Regions from separate parts of the Sus scrofa genome. Here regions 2 and 3 are each linked to region 1. The links are chromatin contacts, called in public Hi-C and HiChIP or PLAC-seq maps. All regions are on one chromosome and are shown on one strand. The core of a region is the stretch at or near the end of the contact, and the rest is flanking DNA. Distances in the headings are between cores, read along the strand shown. Region 1 holds the start of ARHGEF12 (rho guanine nucleotide exchange factor 12). Region 2 overlaps ARHGEF12 (rho guanine nucleotide exchange factor 12). Region 3 holds the start of GRIK4 (glutamate receptor ionotropic, kainate 4).

The links. Hi-C and Micro-C count contacts between places; a contact is called where the count stands out from the background. HiChIP or PLAC-seq counts read pairs in DNA pulled down with a chosen protein or histone mark.
Region 2: a contact with region 1 is called in an H3K27ac HiChIP or PLAC-seq map of skeletal muscle, with 3 times the contacts expected there. The contact joins the enhancer-like site here to the promoter of ARHGEF12 in region 1. A contact is called at or near these places in 2 of 5 promoter capture datasets (fetal liver and liver), 5 of 47 Hi-C or Micro-C datasets (embryonic fibroblasts, liver, skeletal muscle and 1 more) and 1 of 2 datasets of contacts at active chromatin or transcription factors (skeletal muscle).
Region 3: a Hi-C map of liver shows a contact between it and region 1, with 4 times the contacts expected there. The contact joins the promoter of GRIK4 here to the promoter of ARHGEF12 in region 1. A contact is called at or near these places in 2 of 5 promoter capture datasets (fetal liver and liver), 6 of 47 Hi-C or Micro-C datasets (heart right ventricle, liver and skeletal muscle) and 1 of 2 datasets of contacts at active chromatin or transcription factors (skeletal muscle).

The regions. Positions count from the first base shown.
Region 1 is chr9:47,473,160-47,477,286 of Sscrofa11.1, forward strand. ARHGEF12 (rho guanine nucleotide exchange factor 12) reads left to right here and starts at 1,407. Exons shown (of 40, transcript XM_021062986.1): 1 at 1,407-2,114.
Region 2 is chr9:47,615,284-47,619,421 of Sscrofa11.1, forward strand. It overlaps ARHGEF12 (rho guanine nucleotide exchange factor 12), which reads left to right. Exons shown (of 40, transcript XM_021062986.1): 39 at 921-990; 40 at 1,546-4,138. The coding sequence ends at 1,556. Among named protein-coding and RNA genes, the nearest start is that of GRIK4, 23 kb to the right of the region's middle. Within about 2 kb of position 2,843, at least 1 of the 83 cell types and tissues checked has an H3K27ac peak or open chromatin away from gene starts, as enhancers often do. A contact at or near this core is called in skeletal muscle, where this site is marked.
Region 3 is chr9:47,638,244-47,642,366 of Sscrofa11.1, forward strand. It overlaps GRIK4 (glutamate receptor ionotropic, kainate 4), which reads left to right and starts at 1,744. Exons shown (of 19, transcript XM_021062992.1): 1 at 1,744-1,893.

The sequences.
Region 1 (4,127 bases), core at 157-2,656:
CTGCTCAAAAAGAATTTATATTTCAATAAGATTTGTACTAAATTTTATAAAAATAAACAACTTTTTATCAACCCGGAGTCTGGCTTTATATCGTTGTGGTTGTATTTCTGCCAGGGAGTTAAAAAAGAAAAAAAAAAAGGTGTTTGGCCTACAGAAATGTTGACCCATATTTATACTTATCGGTGAAATACCTTTTTGCTGCTCTTATCATCCACCATTCCTAACACTGTTCACTTTTTGAGGCAACCATCCACATTCAGAAAATACTTTGCCAAAGAATGGTGGGGGTGGGGACTTAATTTCTTTTTTATTTTGCCCACCTGTTTGAGCAGCTGCCTTGAACATGATGATGTCCAGTTGGGTTCATGAAGACAGGGTATTTGGCCTTCTTCAGACTGTGCTCCCATACCTGAAATGGTGTTAGACATGTAGTAGGAATTGAGCAGGCAGGTTGAAAGCATGGATGAGGATATGAGGATTTGGTTTGGAATGAACCCCTTTGGAAAACCTCCTCAAAGAGCATGCGCAGGAGATAGTGTCACCAGTCATTTTTCTAGGTAAAGGACTAATGTTCCTTTGGAGTGCATTCTGCCTAAATTGTCATGACTCTTCTGAAGGTATTCTGATGCAGGGACTTCAGAACAGTCCAGAGCTACCAACAGCTGTAAAGAAGCGTTTGGACATATTTTTACTCTTAGAGCTTTGTCCGAGAATATAGATTTTCATCACTACAAAAAATAGCTCTGGAATGAATAACCACTGGCTTAATTAAATCCTTTGCTTACCATCTTCTGAAGCTTTCCCACAGCAAATGCCCTCCTTGCTCACAGCTAGAACTTTGGGTCTGTTTAAGTTTGGAAAGATTATGAAAGCAGCCTGCCAAGAGGTTTTGTATGCAAGGAAGAGAAGGTGAATTAGGAAACTTTCCCAGTTTGTTTTTATCCCTGAAGCTCGTGTAGTGAGGCATTCTTGAAGGGAAGAGGGAGCTCATTTTTAAAATGCATGATTTGATGAGTCATTGGGTCCAATTAATTTGACACCCACACTGTAAAATGATTAGAGTAGGGCAAAAAAACCTTTTTTTAGAATGTCTAAAAAAGATAAAAGTTTGGGGGAAAGGTTTGCATTTTGGTCATTGTATATAGACTGATGGAGCCCTTTCCAATTACATATAGAAAATAAGCAATTTAATTAAGAGTTTTCAGAATAGAATTATCATGTTAGGGTACACCAGCAGGTGGCAATGTGTCCTGGTCTGATCATTAGGAAAGTGGCTTGGGACCCTAATCTGCTTCTATTCTTTCCCAAAATAAACATTACAAAATTAGCTGGCTGTGCCCTGAACTTAAAAACAAAACAGTAAAGAGTCATCTTTGGCCTCTGTTTATCGTTTTCTTTTCCTTTTTTTTTTTTTTAACCCGGTTCTAACGTCAGCCTTAGCTCATGCATCTATTCAGGGATAATGATCCTTTCATGCACTCTTTTGGATTGACTTTTAGCAACAGCGTTTTTAAGAGGTAATTCTTTCCCCTCTCCACATCCACTGTTTATTAGATGTGCTTTGGCACTTGATTTCCACAAAAAAGGTTGAAGACCTTGACGCAACAATACAGCTTTGAACTCAAAGCTGAAAACAGATGGATAAAGAGACAGCCACTTCAAATGTTTACAGGCCGAATTGAAGAAATATATTGTACATGGTACTTGAATTGCTACAATCCCAAATTATGCAATCATAAAGTAGATGGATATCTAAGTTTATCTACCCAGCTGGGGAAAAAAATAAAAATATTTGGGAACTCTTCAAAGAGAACTGTAAAGCTATTTACTGGATAAATATACTTTGTTTTTTGCTCCCATTTCTTTCCACAACAAGCTTGTTAAGTCGCTGTGGAAAGCACCATGCTTGCTCAATTTGGCAAATAATAACATTTCATTTTGCCAAGGCAGGAGCAGCAGCCTAAAAGCAACACTATACGAAGAAATCCTGGCTCCAGTTCCCAAACTCTGTCGTCTCTCCAGTCCCATACACTTTCGTCCTCCAACCCTCCGTGGGCAGCCAAGACTTGTGCGCGGCGGTCCCTATCCTGGGAGGAGGCCAGCAGGTGCCCCAGGTGAGCGCCCAAGGCCAAAACTTCTCTGTGCTGGGGTTTGTTTCACAAACGATGGAACGGTGTCCGTGCATCCGGACACGAGTTCGCTTCCATCGGCCCAAAGCAGTCTATAGGGTTCTCCGAAAAAAAGAACAAGTATGCTCCCTTTAAAGACTACAAGTTTCCAGGACGAGAGGGTGGGTAATTTCTAAAGAGCTTCTTCTCAATTCCTCTGGATTAGGGACGTGCTCTTTGGCGGTCCCTGGCGAAAACTAGACTACGAAGTACAGATATCCGGCACTCGCGCGTTCCTGGGGACGGCAGTGGGTTGGCGAGTGGGAGTCCCGGGACCAGACCGTCCCCACCTCCCTCCGCTCCGCCGAACTACTTTTTCGTTCCCCCCAACAAGACGCTGGCGGAGGCGTCCGCGCGGGTTGACGCGCAACCGCGGTCGGCAAGCGGGGGCGGCGCGGGCGGCCCCGCGCACCGCGGAGGGATCCCGGGTGAGGCGGCTTCCCGAAGTCAGAGGGGAGGAGGCCAAAAAAGTCGGCGGGGGAGGGGAAGAGTGAGCTCGCTCGCGCTGGACGCTGCCGGGGCCGGGAAGACAGAACCGGAACCGGAACCCGTGCGCGCGCCCGCGGCTGTCGGGCGGCCCCCCACCATCGGCGGCCTCCTCCACCCGCCGCGCGCGCCCCCGTGAGGGCCCCACAACCCGGCGAGCCGGCTCTGCGCTCCGAGTCGCCGCCGTCGCCGCCGCCGGCCTCCGGAGCCGGTACTTCCAGGCCGGGCCGGACGGGAACCTCCGCCCCTCGCGGGAACCGCCGCCTACCGGCGCGTCGGGGAGGAGCCGCTGCTGCCGCCGCCTGTGCTGACCGCGGAAGAGTCGGGGCCTCCGAGGGATGGGTAGCAGCCCGCGGCGCTGAGAAATCAGGTTCCTGTCACCTCCGGCTGCGGGATCCCCTCCCCCGGCTCCCGCACTCGTCCCGGGGCCCGGAGCCTGGTGGGGGCGGCGACGAGGACGAGAGGGGTTCCCCGGCCCGGGGCCATGGAGCCGCGCGCGCCTGGCGCGGGGCGGCCCGAGACGCGGCCGAGACTGTGGCCACGAGCGGCCGGCAGCCCCAGATAGAGAGCGGAGCCCAGCGGGCCGGGCCTGGAGGCGGGGACTTGCAAGCCCCCGAGACCGCGGAGGAGGAACCGACACCCAGCCCCGAGCCGCTCCTGCCCCGGCCCGGGAGTGACTCCCGGGCCCCCTTCCCCAAGGCTCGCCGACTTCTCTCCGTGACGAAGTTTTCTCCTGTGACTTCCCGAGGATCGCTCTCTAGCTCTAGGACTCGCCTTCTGGCGGACTTGATCGGTTTATTTTGGGAGATAACTTGCCTCGCTCCCATCTCCATCCCCTTTCCTTGACCCCTTCCAGTCGGACGTTCTAGATGCCTGAATGGAGTTTTGAGTTGGACTCTTGTGTCCCTTACGGAGTCGGGCCTGATCCCAGAGCGCCGGGGGTGGGGTGGAGGTGTTACTGTAAAATGCAAGTTGGATAAAAGGAGGACCTCTCGCCAAGGGCCCCAATGAGTGGCACACAGTCTACTATCACCGACAGGTTGGTATGAAGCTCACCCTGCGCTTAGCCTCCCTGGTTGGGGCCCGACCTAGCAGGAGAGTCAGTGATTGTCGAGTGCCTTTGCCCAGTGAAGTTGACAGGCATCGCACAGAGGGTTGTTTCGGAGCTCTGCAATTAGCCTGGGGTTGCTGCCAAGTTCCCCGGTTGATTGAATTTAGAAATGTAGGGTTGTTTTGTTTTGTTTTGTTTGTTTTTTTCTGGAGAGAAACTTTTCTCCAGATTCTCGGAGGAGGGGTAGGTAAAGCCATGATTGTGTTTTTCTGTCGGTAGTTTGCATTAGGATTCTGTACGGATCTTGGGACCAGAGGGAGGTCATTTTGGGTGAAGGTCAGCGCCCGAAGTCGGCTGGGGTATTGGTGCATCATCGCTTGTACTTCTCTCGTGTAGTCCTATAGACACTGCTTCAGTTTAGG
Region 2 (4,138 bases), core at 1,593-4,092, 140 kb after region 1:
TCACAAGAAGGGAAAAAGTTGTAGCTATGTAAACAGTGTGTTTGTATGGGTTTCTCAGTTTAAGAACTGAAATATATTTGAGAAGATTGGCTGGCCTACATGAGAAAATGTGAATAAACTGAGATAGGTGGGGTTAGTGTAGTTAGGGATCTAGGCTGGGAAACGCTTTAACTTGCCATAACCTATTAATTATCTATGAATTGTTAGGTGATGTTGGTAGTTTCCCAGATGCTGTGGCAGATAGAAATTGGCTCTGGTGGCTCCTATAATCTAAAAACCTGCATATGAATGGGAGTTTTATAAATTGGTAATTGAAGATGTCACTGTATAAGCCATGATTGCAAAACTGACTTGTGTGGTAATTTCCCACAAAAGGACTTTATAAGTTTGCCATCAGGAGGCACAGCTGCTACAGTCCAAATGTTTTGTCATGACATCATTTAGTAGAGGCTTTAGGGACAGAGTTAAAAAGTGTTCTTAGCCTCTTAGCTAAAGATTGGTCTCCCTTAGTTTTTATTTTAACTTCCTGTGGTGAGTGTTCCCTTCTTCATATGATTATACATGGGGCCGTCCCGTGGCTGCTGAGAGATCTAAAAGGCCATTGGGGGGGTGGGTTGGCTCTAATTTAGTTCATGCCACCTCTGGGACCATTTTCAGGGTGACTCCAAGGAGTGGGAGAATCACCTCTCCTGATTGCCTTCTCCTCTACTTTCTTCTCTATGAGAACATTTTAAGTTATTTACTCAAGAAAGAAACAGTAAAAGGAATGAAATCTATGTTTCTCTCCTAACAAACATTTTAGTGATGTTAACGTGGAAATCTAGAAGCGTGTCCCTGTAGTATAAAAAGCCTTCTTTCCTATTTTCAAAATACATTTTTTATCATGTTCAAATGAAAAACCTATTGGTTTTATTTTACAGAAGGTGGAGGAAAGTTACACCCTTCTTTGCCAAAGGCTGGCTGGATCAGCCCTCACAGACAAGCACTCAGGTGTGTGAAAACTGTGGATTTCAGACTCAAGAATCATCCTGCATGAACAGTACACCAAATGAAATGATTTACTATTCTTTGAAGTGGAAAGCTCCTGCGATTCAACTTCTCTGTCTTAAAAAAGTGCTTGTTTCCAAACATCGTGGATCAAGCAGAGGCTGCTGTCTGCTGACTCGGCTGTTCCTTTCCAAGAGGAGCTGCACTTGTCTGTCCCCACGCCACCCCCTTTCTGTCTTTCTTCACCCTTTACAAAAGGCAGAACAGGGTGAGCCAGTAAATTGAGGCTCCCTAGTGGTGGAGGCAGGTCCCCCTCAGGTCCTGCTGTACCTTTACGTCTCTTCTGATGTTGAGAGCGTGTCTCCCTGTGACTGCAGAGGGATCTGTGTTCAGTGCAGCAATTTGTACTCCTTTGCTTTACCTGCTTTCAGATGAGGCGATTCTGATCCAGAAACAGATGTATCCATGCCCACAGATTTCAAATGTGTTGTCTAGGTGTTAATTTTAATTTGTTCATTCATCCTAATTTGATCTCTACATGTCTTTGCTTCTTCCCAGATAAAAGTTAGAGCTGTGTGTCCTGGAGGTGACTGAAAGTTGTTGGATTTGAGCATCGGCCTTGTATCACCACGTCCTGGCTCCAGTGTGGACACAGAGAGTGTGGCCCTGAGGTTGCCATGCCCAGGGTGCCCAAGCAGGACTGGTTCTTCACAGTCTGGCAGCTGCTCTCGCCTGTCAGTGAGGGGACGTTCGTTCTCGTTCTCTCACTCTGCTCTCCTCACTCTCGGAAATTCATTTTGATTCAGAACAAAAACCAAATGTATAGAGCTTTGGGTGTAGAATATGAAATTTTACTTAGACTTAAGAAAAAGAGAAAATCAGATGTATTTATTTGACTTCATTCCGTATTTGAAAGCACATTTTAATTTTTATTTTGCCATGTTTTGTTTTAGTTGAGTAGTGAGAGTTTTCGCCCTTTGTATTTAGTACACCCAAGGATCGATTGCTCCTGAAGCAGAGAGTTCAGGGTAGGGTATTGGAGGTGGGGTAGAGAGGTGACGAGGAGGAGGGGGTAAGCGGGGAAGGAGGAATGTCTGGCCTTCGCTGTACTGTATCCCATGCCCTCTGCTGTCCAGTAGGCTGCTTCTCCGAGGGTCACCTCAAAAGTGTAGTCTGCTTGGCTCCTAAGTGCAGAGGCCTTGAGCTCTGTGCTCCCAGGCAGCGCTTCCTCCCACCCGAGGCAAGCACCTTTTCTCTGTAGCTGGGACCCACTCCCAATTACAGGACTCCTCAATGTACTCAATAGCAGTCACTTGAAAATGGGTATGTTTTTTTCCATTGTCTCCTTTTCTGGTGAGGGTTGGGATTTGGGAGGGAGAGGAAAGCAAATTTTATTTTCTTGACTATAAATTGGTTATTCTTGGTATTGTCTCATTTTTATAATTATACCTTAGACTTTGGCACTTGTGTAAATTTTCCCTGCGCATTGAGCAGGAAGTAAAAACAAACAAACAGATGCTTCAGATGGTGGTGGTGGTGGCCGAGGAAGGGTGGGATGGGAGCGGGCAAGAGTTTGGGAAGGTAGGTAACTGAATCACTACTGAGTTGAACAATGGCTTTCATTAGCCACGGGTACTGCTGATTATAAGGCCAGTAAAATTTTAGTACCTGAAGGTTTGACTCTTAATTTTTGCACTGATGGTGCCAAAGGGCTCTTTGACTTAAACAGAGAGCCAAGAGTGGAGTGGAGAAAGATGTGGTGGAGAGGCAAGCTGCTCAAACCAGCTCTGGAAGCACTTCCTCTGACTTCACTGCTGGAACTTTTTCCACACTGGTGCATGACTGACCTTAAAAATTGCAGACCAGAACATACACTGGATACTGCAGGCAAGGCGTTGGCAACTGCCTGCTCTAGAATGAATAGTAGTGGCAGCACCCTCCAGAGGAGAAATGTTTCAGAACTGTAACTTGAGAACTCCTTCAGTTCTATTGGCTTTTCTGTGGTTTTCTTCGTGCATCAGGTATATGTTTTCAAATATTTTTGCCAATTAAAATGAAATCATTTGTCAAATATTAAAATTCTGTTAATATGCAAGGAGTTCATCCACTGCTCATACCTTTCAGTAGTGTCCTCTGAACTCTGTGGGTAGTTAGGATATAATTTTACTCTTCCCTACCATTCCCCCCTCCACCCAAATATATATATACATATACATTTCCCCCCTCATCACAGGGTTCTCAACTACTTTTATAAGCACCACTACAACTTAACAAGCTCAACAAGTTCGTCTATGTCCAGATTCCTGTTTCTGTTTTTCCAAAACTGATCTATGTTTTTAAATAGACCAACTTGGATCGTTGGACCTCATCTATAAATTAGAATTTTATTTTGAGTTGTAGCCCAAGGATAAATTAAATCAAAATGGGATTAAAATTTTAGAAGCAGAAGCTAATATATAAATTAAGCTTGGAACTTGAACTTTCTGTATCTCTTATGAGAAGCAAGTAGAAACCAAATGGTTACATTGTGCTGCTGGAAATAATGTAGTCACTTCCAAGGAAAAGGGTTACACCTGTAGTTCCTAGACACTAATACCATCAGTGGGTAATTAATCAGGAGAAAGGTAAATACAAATAGAACTTTCATCCTAGCCTCAGACAGTACAAGGTAGTTGCGTAATTCTCTTAACACTCATTCATTTAAGAAGCTTTGTAGGTTCGCAGGGTTTGGGTTTCTCTTCTAGCTCAGCCAGGCTCTTGTCCTTAGCAACTCTTTGCTTTGCTTTTCTTGAAGTTTAACCCTTCCTTGGAACAAAAACAGGGATAACTGGAAACATATATTGACCATAGCTCTAGTACTTCCAAATAAATCTGTATCTAGATTTTCAAATGAAGTCTTACTTCTGAGACGATTCCATGATTTTGAGGGTTCGTTTTATCTTACCAGCCTAACTTCTTCCCTCCTCCTTCCCAGCCTAGCCTCCCACACTCTCCGTTTTGTTAGGCCATTCTCATCACACCCGTTTTACTTTGATTACTATATCTGCCATTCAGGATGATGGAATTAGATGTTCACCCTGTCTTTGAGTAAGACTGGTTGCCATCAAAGCAATTTTCTCAAAGTTCCTTGACCAGAAGTTGGAATCTACTT
Region 3 (4,123 bases), core at 494-2,993, 170 kb after region 1:
ATGAAGCATTGTGCAGAGATGGAATTTTTCTTCTCAAACACTTCAGCCTCTATGGTCTTGCTGATCTTGCATCCTTCCAGCAAAACAGGTCCAGGATCCAGGCTCAGCATTTCAGAGTTTGAAGTAACATTAGAGATTATTCAGTCTGTGTCCCTCATGGTTAGAGACGTGGACAGTAAGCAGAGGGATGGGAAGTCGCTTCCCAGGGGTGCCCCTCACTTCTCCTGTGTGCTGTCTGCCTGGCCCATGCTGCTGTTTGCCACTTTCCCAATGAGGTCCCATGGGAGGGACTAGAGCTGGAATGAGGAATAGTTCTGTGCAGCCTCTTTGTCCCAGCCTGTGGCTGGCTTATGGGGCTCCTTACACTTTAGCAGGCTCCCTCATCTGTGGAAGGGGGTGTCACCTTCACACCTACCTTGCAAAGTCAATGTGAAGGTTGTTGGAAATCATGCTTGTGTAAGTGCTCGTGGTTTTGGCACACAGTAGGTATTACGGGAGGCTTGCTCTAGCCAGTACTCAGCCAGCCCAGGGTGTGAAGCTGGGGATGGGAAACCAGGACTCCTGTGACCCACATTCCTCCCGACAGTCTGCGTGGCAGAGGAGTGGGGAGAGCAGGGTGGTTAGCCCTTTCTGGGGAACGCGGTGTCATGGAATATTCTCTAGTCCAGGTAACATCCTTTCATGCCCAAGGCCCAACCGAACATGTCTGAGAATGAACTCTTTACTGAGAATTTGATTAGGTTGTGGGTGGGCAGGTGCGAGTGGAGCCGAGCCTGTTGAAGATGGGAGGGCCCTGTGATCAGTGTATCGTTTGCCCAAGACAGAGACCACCTGGGTGGGAAAGGCAGGATCATGGCTAAGGAGGTCACGAGTCCCGAGATCTCCTTCCTCAGGAGCCTCCCCCCCTCCCCCCGCATTCCTCGGCTCCTCATTAGGGCAATTGTGATGCAGTTAAAATGGGCCATGACCTCGTCCACCTGGAGCTTGGACTCCTGGCTGAACCCTACCCCTCTCCCAGCCTCGGGGTCCTCACCTGTGACATGAGAATGACAGCTCCTCCAAAGATGTTCGTATTGATAAAATAGTGCCCTGGAACCACTAAATGCAAGTTGTCTCTCTCTAGTGTCTCCTGGAACAATTTGGTCTTTTCTCTCCCTGAGACCTCTGGCTCGCTCTCCATCCTCGCCACCACTAAGGCCGCAGTCTCCAGTACCCGGTACGCTCGTCCCTCGCGCTGTTCCCCAAGGTCCCACCAGGAGGCGCCCTTTGCCCGCCGAAGCGGGCCGGGCTCGAACTCCTCGGGGCCGGGGTGGGCGCCCCTTTGCGCAGGGCGGTGCAGGGTGCGGGCTGCGCCTGGGTCCCCCGGAGGACGATCCACCAGAGCGCCCGCACCTCGTCCTCAAGCTTCTCGGCCGCGCGCGCCCCTCGCGCTCCTGCCCCGCACCGCAGCCCCAGCCTCGCGCCTCCCGCTCGGCCTCGGCCCCCCGGGGCGGCGGCAAGTTTGCCCCCAGCCGCTCGGCCCCGCGGCCGCTGCGCTCCTCCCACGCCTAGGCCCCGGGGTGCACCAGGCGAGGAGGCAAGCGGGAGGCGAGGGCGTGCGGGCCGCCCGGCGCTCGGGCCCCGAAGGGGCGCCCCCCCAGTCGGCGTGCGCGGGCCGCTGCAGTTCCCGCGCTGCCCGCCGGGCGGCGCTCCGCGCCTCGGCCGCGCTCCTCCCGCGCTGCCCGCTCGCCGCTCGCTCGCCGCCGGACACAGACTCTGCCTTCAGCTGCCGGCGGATCGCGCTGGAGCCGCCGCGGCTGCTGCGGAAGAGGAAAAAAAAGGAAAACAACAGCCCGGCGGCCGGCGGAACAACGCCCGGCCCCAGCTCAGCCCCCGGAGTGCGGAGCCGCCCAGGTAAGGGCAGGGCCCGCCGCGGCGCCCCCGGCCCGCACCAGCGCTGCCCCCGCACCCCTCGCGTCCCATCCGCGCGGCGCCCGGCGCACGTCCCCTCCCGCGCCCGGATCCCCTACTTCTGACGTTCCTGCCTCTTCTTCCCTCCGGGGCCGCGGCCCCGCACCCTTCCTCCGCCCCCGCCCCCACCCCCTCCCCTGCGCCCTTCCTCCTCTCTCCCGCCTTCAGCCAGCCCGTCCCCTGCACTCCGGTCCCTGCGTCTCTCGATCGGGCCCCGAACCCCCATCGCTCTGCGCCGGTAGTTCCTCCAGTCTCCATCCCCATCTCCCTCCCTCCGCATCCCTTTCCCGGGCTCGCGTCCTCCCGCTCTGGTCCTCCCCCAGCCCCCGTAAACTCCCAGCCCTGCCTCTGCCCCCTGCAGGGCTGACGGCCCCTTCCCCACCCTGGCGCTTCTCCCTCCACACCTCGTCACCCTCCGCTTCTCCCGTCGCCGCGGTCCCCGGCTACAGTGCTCCATCCCAGCTCAGCCCCGGAGCCCACGGAGCCCCCTCCCCCTTTCCTCGCTGCCATCTGCCTCGACTGCCCCTGGCCCCTGCCCTGGACTCGGGCCACCACCACACCCCCCACCCTACACGTCGTCTCGCTTTGGGGGAACAGCGTCCTATCAGAAATGGACGAATGAGGCTGCCACCCATCCCACCCTAGTTCACCCGAGTGGGAAGTGAGGGAGAAACTCCAGAGACCTGCATTTGGGCGTGTGATGGGGGAGGGGGCTGGGGAGCAGCGGGGGGAGGGGAGCTGACTGAGATTCTCTCCAGTGAGGACCGGCCCAGCGAGCCGGGAGCCGCTCCGACCTGGCCGGGGTGGAGGGCCAGCTTGCGACAGCTGGGACAGGGGTTTCAAGGCGCCGAGAGCACCTGTGCCTCTTTCGCTGGCCTCCTTGAGCTGAAGAAAGTGAGAGGGGAGGAGCTGGGGCCGGGGGAGAGTTGGCGAAGACCTTTGGGGTGGAGGAGGCCGCGATGGGGGAGGCCCTGGGCCCTCTGGCCCGCGCGCCTGGCAGTGGCGGGGCAATGCGGCCGAGCTTTTCCTCCGCCGGACCTTCGGCTGCACAGCTCTTGGCATCTCTACTTTATGCTGCCATCTTCCTCCTGGTGCTGTTGTCTGGTGATGCCACGAGGTGCCACCTCCCTGCCTCCCTCCAGTGGCTCTTCTGGGCATGTCTCCCAAGGGCCTGGGTTGTCTGGGAAGAAGAGGGGCCCTCTGGGCTTGCTGGGCGCCGGTGCCAGGCAGTGGGCACCAGGCAAGACCAGACCAAGAGGTCCCAAGGACTGGGTGTGAGCCTTGAGCCCTGCCAGGAACAAAGAGAACTACCTTCACCTAAGCTCCCTATGGATCAGCTGGGTGACAATGACGCTTCCAGGAGCACCTGCTAAGGGTGGACGTGATATCCTCTGGATGGAGGCTCTCTGGGTTGGTAGTGGGCACCTGAGGGAGGAAGCTGGTCCTGCTTCCTTGCTTCCCTGTCCATGTGTGTAATGGGGGGGAGGGACCTGGAGAGGTCAGCTGAGCGCCAGTCCTTAAACCCCTCCTCCCAGGAAGCCCTGGGAACTCCACTGGGCATCATCAGGCCCATCGTATTTGCTGAAGCTGCAGCTCATGCCTCATCATTAATCAGGTTTATTATTTTCCTCACTGGCTGGATGTGTTTCTCAAGGTCGCGACCCTTTGGAGAGTTAATCTAATATGCACACATTACAGTGTCTGGGTTTGTTTAATTTCCCATATTTTGTTCAATTCTTGCGGAGGGAGCCTTCCATGGAGCTGTGGCCCGGGCTTGCCCACCGACCTCCTGTCTGCCTCACCAGCTCCATCCATGTCTTCCTCGGGACCTGCCAGCCAGGACCGGAGAGATGAGGCTGTCCCTGGAGCTCTTGGGGGTGCCTGGTGGAGAAGCGGCAGGGCTTTGTGGAGGGGGTAGCGAAGGGGTTCTGGTTTTCTGTGTTCTCCCTGTCCCCCGCCTCCCTGGGCATCTTGATCACTGGCTGGCATTTTCCCCAGCACCGAAAGCACTGGGTCGGCTTTGTGGTCTGGCTCCCAGGTGTGGTTTTCCCTGAGGCTGGAGAGGGAACTTTGCTGGGAGAGAGAAGTGGACTCTCGAGGGAGAAGGGCCCAGCTGCTGGGACGCAGTCCCTCCTGGACGGTGGGCTCAGCTGCCCCCGATGTGGGTCTCAGC